Linked DNA regions of Drosophila melanogaster: regions 2 and 3 are each linked to region 1. The links are chromatin contacts, called in public Hi-C maps. All regions are on one chromosome and are shown on one strand. The core of a region is the stretch at or near the end of the contact, and the rest is flanking DNA. Distances in the headings are between cores, read along the strand shown. Region 1 holds the start of lncRNA:CR44526 (long non-coding RNA:CR44526). Region 2 holds the start of CG3764. Region 3 holds the start of CG5151.

Region 1 (2,827 bases), core at 161-2,660:
GTGCAGTCTGATATCTTATTCTATTAGCTCACAATTACGACGCCTTTCAGGAGTAACTAAGCACTATATTTTTAGCACAAAGTCATGAAAAGGCCTACATTTTATCTATTCACTTGACCATGAGGCATTTCCTTTATTAGTTTTACAATTGCTCAGCAAACCATCAATTACACATTTCCCTTGATAAGCCCATTAAGTGTTTCCGCAAAACTAAAAATGCTCCATATAAGGTCATCGCATTAGCGATAGTAATTGATAGGCTAGTATCGTGGTAAGATTTTAATTTTAGCACTCACATTCAACCTGGAACGTGGAATATGGTGCTATGGGTGTTATGGGGATATAGCAAGGTATCACCATCCGGAAATGAGTCGAGCCCCAAAAAAAGGAAATTCTTTATAGTTTAACGCGATTAGATTTGCGACCGTTAGACTGTAAGGGATATCGGATGGGGTGGGTGTACCATTGCCCAGACGAATCATGCTGATTGCATGCATCGTACGATCTCTGTACGCTGATTCCAGCTCGAGTTCCGGCAGCCAGCTGCTGACGTCAAAGTCTTTAATCGAAAGTCGAAACGATGTGACCCACATACAAACATTGAAAGCACAAGTGTTGGCCTAGCCCTTAGTTGCTGACTAAAGTCGGCCCGGGCAGCCAGATAAGGCCAGACCATCCGACCGCGGATCCCATGCACCGCACCACGTACTCCTTGACGGGGTGTAAGAAATACACTGAGCAAATTTAGAATGAGCTTTACGCTTATCATAGTGATATATGATTGAGACAGGTCTTCTAATATAGTTTTTCCAGCAATGAGTAATAAGAAACGCAAAGAAGGGAGTTCCCCCTTTTATATATTGTGAGTCGGTTCGTTTTATGTAAATAAATTTCTTATAATAAATGCTATTTTTTTTAATCTCAAACAGGTTTTACAATATCTTTAACCAAGTAAATAATAATATATTTTAAATCAATATAATTGATTTACATTTATTAAGACCGTAGATTCTTATTATTTACTTGTCTATACCCAGTACTTTAAAAACTTTGAATATATACTGTAAACTTATTGATTGTATATTTACTTATTTTCAACACATGGTAAAATGTATTTTCGTATCTTAAAGCAAGAACCTAACAGTTTTTTTCAGTGCACAGTTCGAAGGCGTCTACGTGCGCTGCAATGCGAAGCACGAGCCCCGTCGTTAATTTCACCATTAGCCTCCTCGCACAGTGAACACTCTGATAAGACGCCGGCATGCCGTGCCACACATGCACACACATAAATATATAAAGTAATATATGACTGATTGTCTGCCGAGGCCCAAGACGTCGGTCGTCGTAAACAGCTTATCAGCCGGGCAATGTGGTTACCCGTCGAAAGCGCTGGAACGGCAACCAGATCGGGAACCTGTCACAGACAGCTGCCGAGTCTCCGGCTGGCACATGCAATCACCCGGCGGAGCAAAGTGCGAAGACCGACGTCATCGTGGAACGCTGACGCAACGACCTTGCCAAGCGGCCCACCTCCCGACGCTCCCACCGGCCACCCACCTTAAAGTCCAACGGGCTGTGAGTCACCAGTCGCCATTGATTTCCATTAGATTTCGATTCGATGACTGGCACTCATGCGGATCACAGATTACAGGATGTCGGACGACTTAGTTGGATTTCTGGGAATCTCGAAATCCCACTGAGCAATGCTATGATATTGACTTCGATTGCATTGCGGAACTGACTTGGATTACGATTGGATTACAACACGGAACTTTATGATAATATTTTCCAAAAGCCTTTGGTCCAGATTATTAATGATATCATGTAACTAAATAATCATTGAATATTTCCCCTAGCAAGAACTTACATATATATAATAATTATAAGTCCGACGACTTTAAGTGATTTGTTTTTGATGGATTTGAAAGATACAAAATTAAAACATCGCTCAACTTGCAATACTAAGCCACACAAGCTGAGAGTCCACCGATCGATCATTAGTTCTTCTTGGCCATTAGAAAATCCCTTCTTTATATAACACGATCATCCGATACGATCCGTTGCCTCTTTCATCAGCTTTTTGGCCAGACATGCCCTGGGGTCTCGAATCTACACAGACACCTCATACATTCAAAATCGATATTTTTTAGATGCTGCTCTTTCGAGTCGAGCTTAGTGTTTTTTATTTTTTTTTTTTTTTTTGGTTTTTGCTGGCTTTGTCTTTGGCGCCGTCTAGCTCAAAAATGTCTAAAACTGTCATTAATTAGAATTTGCAGCGTGTCGAGTCTGTGCCATCCGTCGTCGCTTGTCTGGCCGTTTGGCATTAAAATGTTAACCACCAAGGGGCCAAAAAGGGGGACCAGACCGCATCGCGAACGTTTCTGGAATTCCCCCGCCGCAAAAAAAGAAAGCAAGCCACAAGAAAAATTAGCCAACAAGCGTGTGTTTGCCAAAGCCAAGGCAAAAACAACACAAAAAAAAAGAAATAAGAGTTAAAAATAATCATAAATAAAGGTAGGAAAATAAAGCAAATATCGCCTGAGACAAAAACCAGTCGGAGATGCCGTTGGAGACGCCAAATGGTGGCTACGCTCGACAGGGGAGGGTGGGGGGATAGGGGGCCACAGACGGGCCCCACTCTAAGCCACTCTAAGCCAACTGAGCAACTGAGCCACTGAGCCACTGAACCGCCGAGCAACAACTCTGAGCCACTTTGAGCCACACGCGCCGCGCTTTTGTCATAAGCCTGTCATAGACCACGCGACTGCAGCTGAATTCACACGCTTCGTTGTGGTTTATTGTATTTTTTTCCATATAATTTATATAT
Region 2 (2,827 bases), core at 118-2,617, 8.3 Mb after region 1:
CATACATACATATGTATAGTGTGAAACGCATCATGAGAACGCCTTTTCGCACGTCTCTCTTTGTGTGAATGTATGTGCTTCCGAGTGATTTTGCAGCTGCACCTATTTTCCCCCTTTGTTGTGCGCGCATTTTATCGATACACTAATACCGGGTGTTAGGCAGTTTTGTTGTTAAAAAGATAAACACTTACCTTAGATAATTTCGCGAAGTTTGTTTTGTAGCTTTTGCGGACGACGAACTATTGCCAGCAGAGGCCGTGGCAGCGACGCCGGCAGAGGCGTGAGCTGTACGTGCCGGCAATGTTGTTGTAGTAGCTGATGTTGCTGTTCCTGTAGTTGCTGTTGTTGTTTGGCTATTAATTAGCGCTGCTGCTGCTGCGGACGCTGCGGTCAGCGTGGGCGCTGCCGCTAAATTCGCTGGTGTTGTTGGTGTTGCCGACGGAAAGAAGAGTTTATTCAATAGGGCCATAATAAGACACGATGTCCGCAATCTGTTAATAAACACATCTGGCCAATCGAAATCTCAGAATCGAAGATCGAATATTGAATTTATTTCTGATTTTGTGTGGAAATGGAAATAAAACACAGACACGCACGCACACAAACAAGGGCGCACTTTTCGCTTTCCTTGGAATGAGTGGTTGTTGCTGTTGTTGTTGGCGAAAGAGACGTCTACCGTTACACGCGCGCCTGCCAGAGCGAGATGGCGGATGCTGCACAATCAAAACCAAAACTTTCGCTTTGCACTTTTCTTTCTTGCACTGCTTCTGATCTATCTGATCTCTTCCTGTACACAAACACACACATACGCACTTGCAGTGGAATTTATTTGATTGAGCAAAAATAATATATGGCTATTTTTGTGTTATTTTCGCGAATCGGCTGCGGAAGCGACACAGGTTCTTTACCGTTCCACATCGAAATGAGAACCGAATATCGCTGGCGTCCGCTTTAAAAAGTTTGCAAGAGACGCGTCGCAGTCGTTAAATGTGTGTGAGTGAAAGAGAGGGAGAGCGGCAGCAGCGTTTAAAGAGCACCATCTGTGTTTGTTTGTTTGAGTGTGTGTAAATGGTTTTCTGTCGTTGCTACCAATGCGAGCTTCTTTTGGCCAATACACACTTTTTTGTTGTCATTTATCATTGACTTCCCACTTCCTGCCCACCTATTTCACCGTCTTTCTCTCGGTTCTCAGATCAAAGTCAAGTCACTTATTTTAATTGAACACTTTGCGGCTTTGTTTGCTCTCGCTCGAGGTGTTACACTCCGCTTTTTGGCCTGGCCCAAAGGTTAGTCTTTGGTCTTAACGCTTCGCGCTGACTGTTTGGCCTTTATTTACAATCACAAACACAAACAACACAAGAGCATTTTGCAACGCGAAGTTAGCTGCAGCTGCGCGCCAGTGTGTGCACGCCAAGTGGCAGAAGTATGAAGGCAGTTTTAGGGGATACTTTAAGTGTTGCCCCACCATTTGTCGTGCATTTAACGGAAATTCGAAAATTCTTGTTCTTGTGGTTCGTCAAAAGAAAAAAATGTTATTTCTGAAAACATATTTTAAAAAAACCTATCAGATGATGTTTACAATTCATATATTGTAGTGTCTACAGTTGTACTTTCTACAATTTTGAAAACCTTGCACCTCGAATTTAAACAAAATTTAATTTAAAAAAATTCTGGACGAATTTTTATTTAATTTTAAATTGTTGAACTTTATTTTTGTTGGCTTACATAAACATACTTCAAAATTTTTTAGGCCCACATGCGAAGGAATTGTGGGAAAATGGTTTCGACATGAATAGAATTCACCCTTTTTATAAATTCATACGATCTGGTTAGCGTGTGCTGTCCATCCTCATTCTCATCCTCTATATCCTCCATATCTCATTATTAGCTGTGTTTTACTTAACTTTAACTGGAACCGAGCGAAATTAGAAAAACATTCAAATCTTAAACATTAGCGCTAAATATTCGTTCGCCTAGGAATTCCGTTATTGAAAGGTTTTAAGAGATTTTGATCAAATAGAACATACATATACATATTAACCATATATAAATGTGGCGACTTTGAGTCGCCCTGGAGAAGCTTACGATAGTTACTTTCTCATCTTTTGTTTCTGTGTTTTCTTATGTTTTTAGGATCGTTAAACTGGTTGCTTGCATGCGTGCGTGTTTATGAATATAGTGTGTTTTCGTGTGAAAGTGTGTGAATAAGTCATGATTTTTCTGTATCCCTGTGCGAGAGCTACTGCATCCTCCTAGTCCTTGCAGGTGGACGTGTCCATTGGACTGGCTGGCTGGATAAAGGCCGTGGCCGCCGAGCTGGGCGGATTGGTTGGCGTAAACGCCGACAGTGAGGAGTTGCTGCTGCTGTTAACAAGATTGCCGCTGGACGAGTTGTTCAGGCTGATGTTCATCAAATTGGACGACGACGACGAAGCGCTGGAGTGGCTAGTGAGCTGGGCCAGCAGACCTCCACCTCCACCGCCGGCCAAGAAGGTGGCACTGCCGCCAGCCGAATTTGACGAGCCAAGGCTTAGGCGTTCGCCTCCCAGATTCGAGAGAAAGCCGCCAGCGGCATTCCCAGCTGATACGGACGCGGACGATGAGGAGCTGCCGGTTCCCAAAATGCCCAGCAGTGGGTTGGTTGAGGTCAGCACGTTCGGTGCGGAAGTGTTCAGGCCCAGCATGGGCGTTGGCAGTGCTGGCTTTATGAAGCGTTCGCTGGCACGACGATTCTGAAACGAAGAATTTTTAATTTTACAAATCTGGAAAGCAACATTTCACAATATCGTACTCACCACTAGCTGGCCGCAGGCATAGCAGCGGTTTT
Region 3 (2,827 bases), core at 138-2,637, 7.5 Mb after region 1:
TCTGTCGTCTGGTTGGAAATAGTGAAAAATACCAGCGCTGATTTCAAAATTTATTGCATTTATGTGGACAGTGGACGGGTTTTGACTGGATTTCGTAGCTCTTCCTACGATTTTTTATTGTTTTTCGCTTTGTTTTTGCGCTGGTGTGTGAGTGTTGACAGGAAGTCGCCGGAATGCGATTTATAGAGAGCAGATTTTGGATGGAATATGAATAGCTTATAATTAGATAGCGCACACAGTGCGGCTATCGAATATTGGGCACACTTTTGCAGCTCCAAAGTTCAATTACGTTGTGCTTTTATGGCTAATCGGCTTAAAAAAAAGGTTTTTCCCAATAAAAAAGTGCTTCGCTCACCTTATATCGACGTGATACTCGCTCTTATTTCGATTTTTACTTGTGTATTGGCTTTAACTATTTTTTTTTTAGATTACAATTGATTTAGGAATTGCGCTATGTTGGAGGCATAAATTTCCTAATATTTGTTTTAACTTGACACTTTTTGTGACACTTTTTCGTCGAATTTATCTAAGCAACACTTATATACATGGTTTCAATTTCGATTTTAACTTAATTTTCTTTAATTTGTTTATTTGCTGTTATTTTTGTTGAATTTTTTGTTGATGTTATTTCTGCTTTCTGATGCTTGTTGTTATTTTTTCTGCGGCGATTAGGAATGCTTTTGAGTACAGGAACGCTGGCTATGTGTGTGTGTGTGTGAGTTGAATATGTTGGCTTTGTGTATTTATTTATTATTTGCTGCTGCTTATTTTGCTTCACTTTGTTTGGCTGCTGCTTGCTCAGTGTAAGAACTCTGGCTTGTTGTCATATTTTTTTGTTGGCGTTTCCTACTGCTTTTCTGGGTGTTTTCTGCTCGAGTTTAATTTATTTCCAGCGCGCACGGAACGAACTTAACCGAAAAGCACGCAAAGTTTCAATGAGCGTAAGCGGAAAAACACACGACTCCGACTCGATATTCCATTGCGATTTCGCACGTTTCACCTTCACCACAGAGCGAGAGCGGAACGGGTAGCAGCGGAACAAAGTTGCCTCTCTCTCAATCGCGCTCTCTCTCTCTCTCTTGGTTTTATTTTAATAATTATCGCAGGCGAAAAGCGCAAAACAATTGTTTTCCCTCATACACTAGCATCGAAAGTATGCCAACGCAACAACAACAATGGCGACAGCCATGACGTAACGCCGCCGTGTTGTTGCTAAACCTCCAGTTACTTATTTATTTATTTAGTTTCGAATCAATCACTTGGTTCCCAATAAACTAAGGCACAATCACAAGCACGACACACAAACATTATCCATTCTGCTGTTGTTGTTGTGGCCGATCGCTGGCATTTTTGTTGCTTTTTTGGCGGCGAACGAAAAAACACACACGTCCGCAGCGTCGGAGAGTTTTTGGCGCTTTGGTGCAAATACAAATACAAATCGGACTCGAACGAAACGATGACAACGAAACAAGTTTTTGGGGTGGCAGAGCGCGCAAGAGAGCGCAGAAGAGTGAAAAAGAGTAGGCGCAAAGAGAACGAGGTAATTGGAAGTTTCTAACAAAAATTAACCCAACTCTTTTGTTGTTCGATGCACAAATGTATTTTAGTATGATATGTTTTTATACCCGTTACTCGTACACTACCTCAAGCTGATTAACGGGTATGAGATAGTCGAGAAACTTGACCAGGGATTTCCCGTTTTTATAAAACCTTTTCTCTATATAAATATTACATTTATTTTCAGCTGACGATTAAATATTTGTATAATACATCATTTCATATTATTATAAATGCATCGTTTTAGTTTTTTATTAGTTTCCTTTTTATAATTTGAGAAAAATAACAATTATAAAAGCTTTATTCATTTTTATATAATTTTTTGTATTTATATTCAGTATCAATTAATTGTTTATTTTCGAATTCAGTGGTGCTAGCAACTGTTAAAACGGTTAACATTTTTAATTATTCAATTTGACATATATTCTTGAGTAGCTTCGTTTATGGGTTATAAATTATACCCTCTCATTTCGTCTCATATTATGCCCCACACAATTTGTATTCACTTTTTCATCTTACTCCACTTGCCAGGCTTTTATTTGCGTATAAATATTTATTTCGCTTTTTTTTGTTGTTGTTAAGCTAAATTTCGGTTAGCTCATTGTCACTCGATTTTTTTGCGGTTTTTCTGTTTGCCGACTTGAGCCGCCGTGCAAAGTCCAAGAAATTAAAGTGTCAGACGGGCGGTCGGGGTGGTGGAGCTGCGGGGGTAAGGGGCGCCGGCAACCGCACGTTAATTAAATTTATTTATGCAGCTTTATTTCGCCTTTATTTTATTTTTGTTTGGATTTATTTTTAATGATATGATTCACATGTGACATTCCTTTGATGATACGCGTTTCGACCTTTTTTTTGCGCTCCCATTACTGGGTGATAGTGGGGTATATCATTTGAATGCCCTATCACAAAGTAATAAATTTAAATTTAAACAATTTGACCCGTTTGCGATTTGTTGATTCAATTTTAATTAGTTGATGTGAGTGAAGTAATTACGCAGAAATCCCATAGGCCTATAATACCTAGAGGTAATGAATTTGTAATTTCAGTAATGGGTATCGTAAAGTTTGTATGCTCTATTGCATAACGGTATTCGATATTTGATTGATAGAATATTGGTTTGCATATTTTATAATCTTGCTTCTAAATTTAATGAGGTATGTGCATCAAATTGCAGACCGTTTTTAAATGACTCATTTTGCTTACTAGCAGTATTTGTATCATATATACTCAACAGTCTACAATCGAAACAGCAATGGGTAGCACATATTGT

Evidence for each region. A called contact is a pair of places that touch in the nucleus more often than the background predicts.
Region 2: a Hi-C map of the S2 cell line shows a contact between it and region 1, with 6 times the contacts expected there. A contact is called at or near these places in 3 of 107 Hi-C or Micro-C datasets (the Kc167 cell line and the S2 cell line).
Region 3: a contact with region 1 is called in a Hi-C map of the Kc167 cell line, with 2.6 times the contacts expected there. A contact is called at or near these places in 2 of 107 Hi-C or Micro-C datasets (the Kc167 cell line and the S2 cell line).

What each region holds. Positions count from the first base shown.
Region 1 is chr3L:8,691,293-8,694,119 of dm6, forward strand. lncRNA:CR44526 (long non-coding RNA:CR44526) reads left to right here and starts at 1,411. Exons shown (of 1, transcript NR_124833.1): 1 at 1,411-1,899.
Region 2 is chr3L:17,011,198-17,014,024 of dm6, forward strand. It overlaps CG3764, which reads right to left and starts at 1,368. Exons shown (of 7, transcript NM_001275048.1): 1 at 192-1,368. The coding sequence starts at 469. CG6664 reads right to left here. Exons shown (of 5, transcript NM_168710.3): 4 at 2,796-2,827; 5 at 1,689-2,732. The coding sequence ends at 2,253.
Region 3 is chr3L:16,163,314-16,166,140 of dm6, forward strand. CG5151 reads right to left here and starts at 1,388. Exons shown (of 5, transcript NM_001259861.2): 1 at 356-1,388.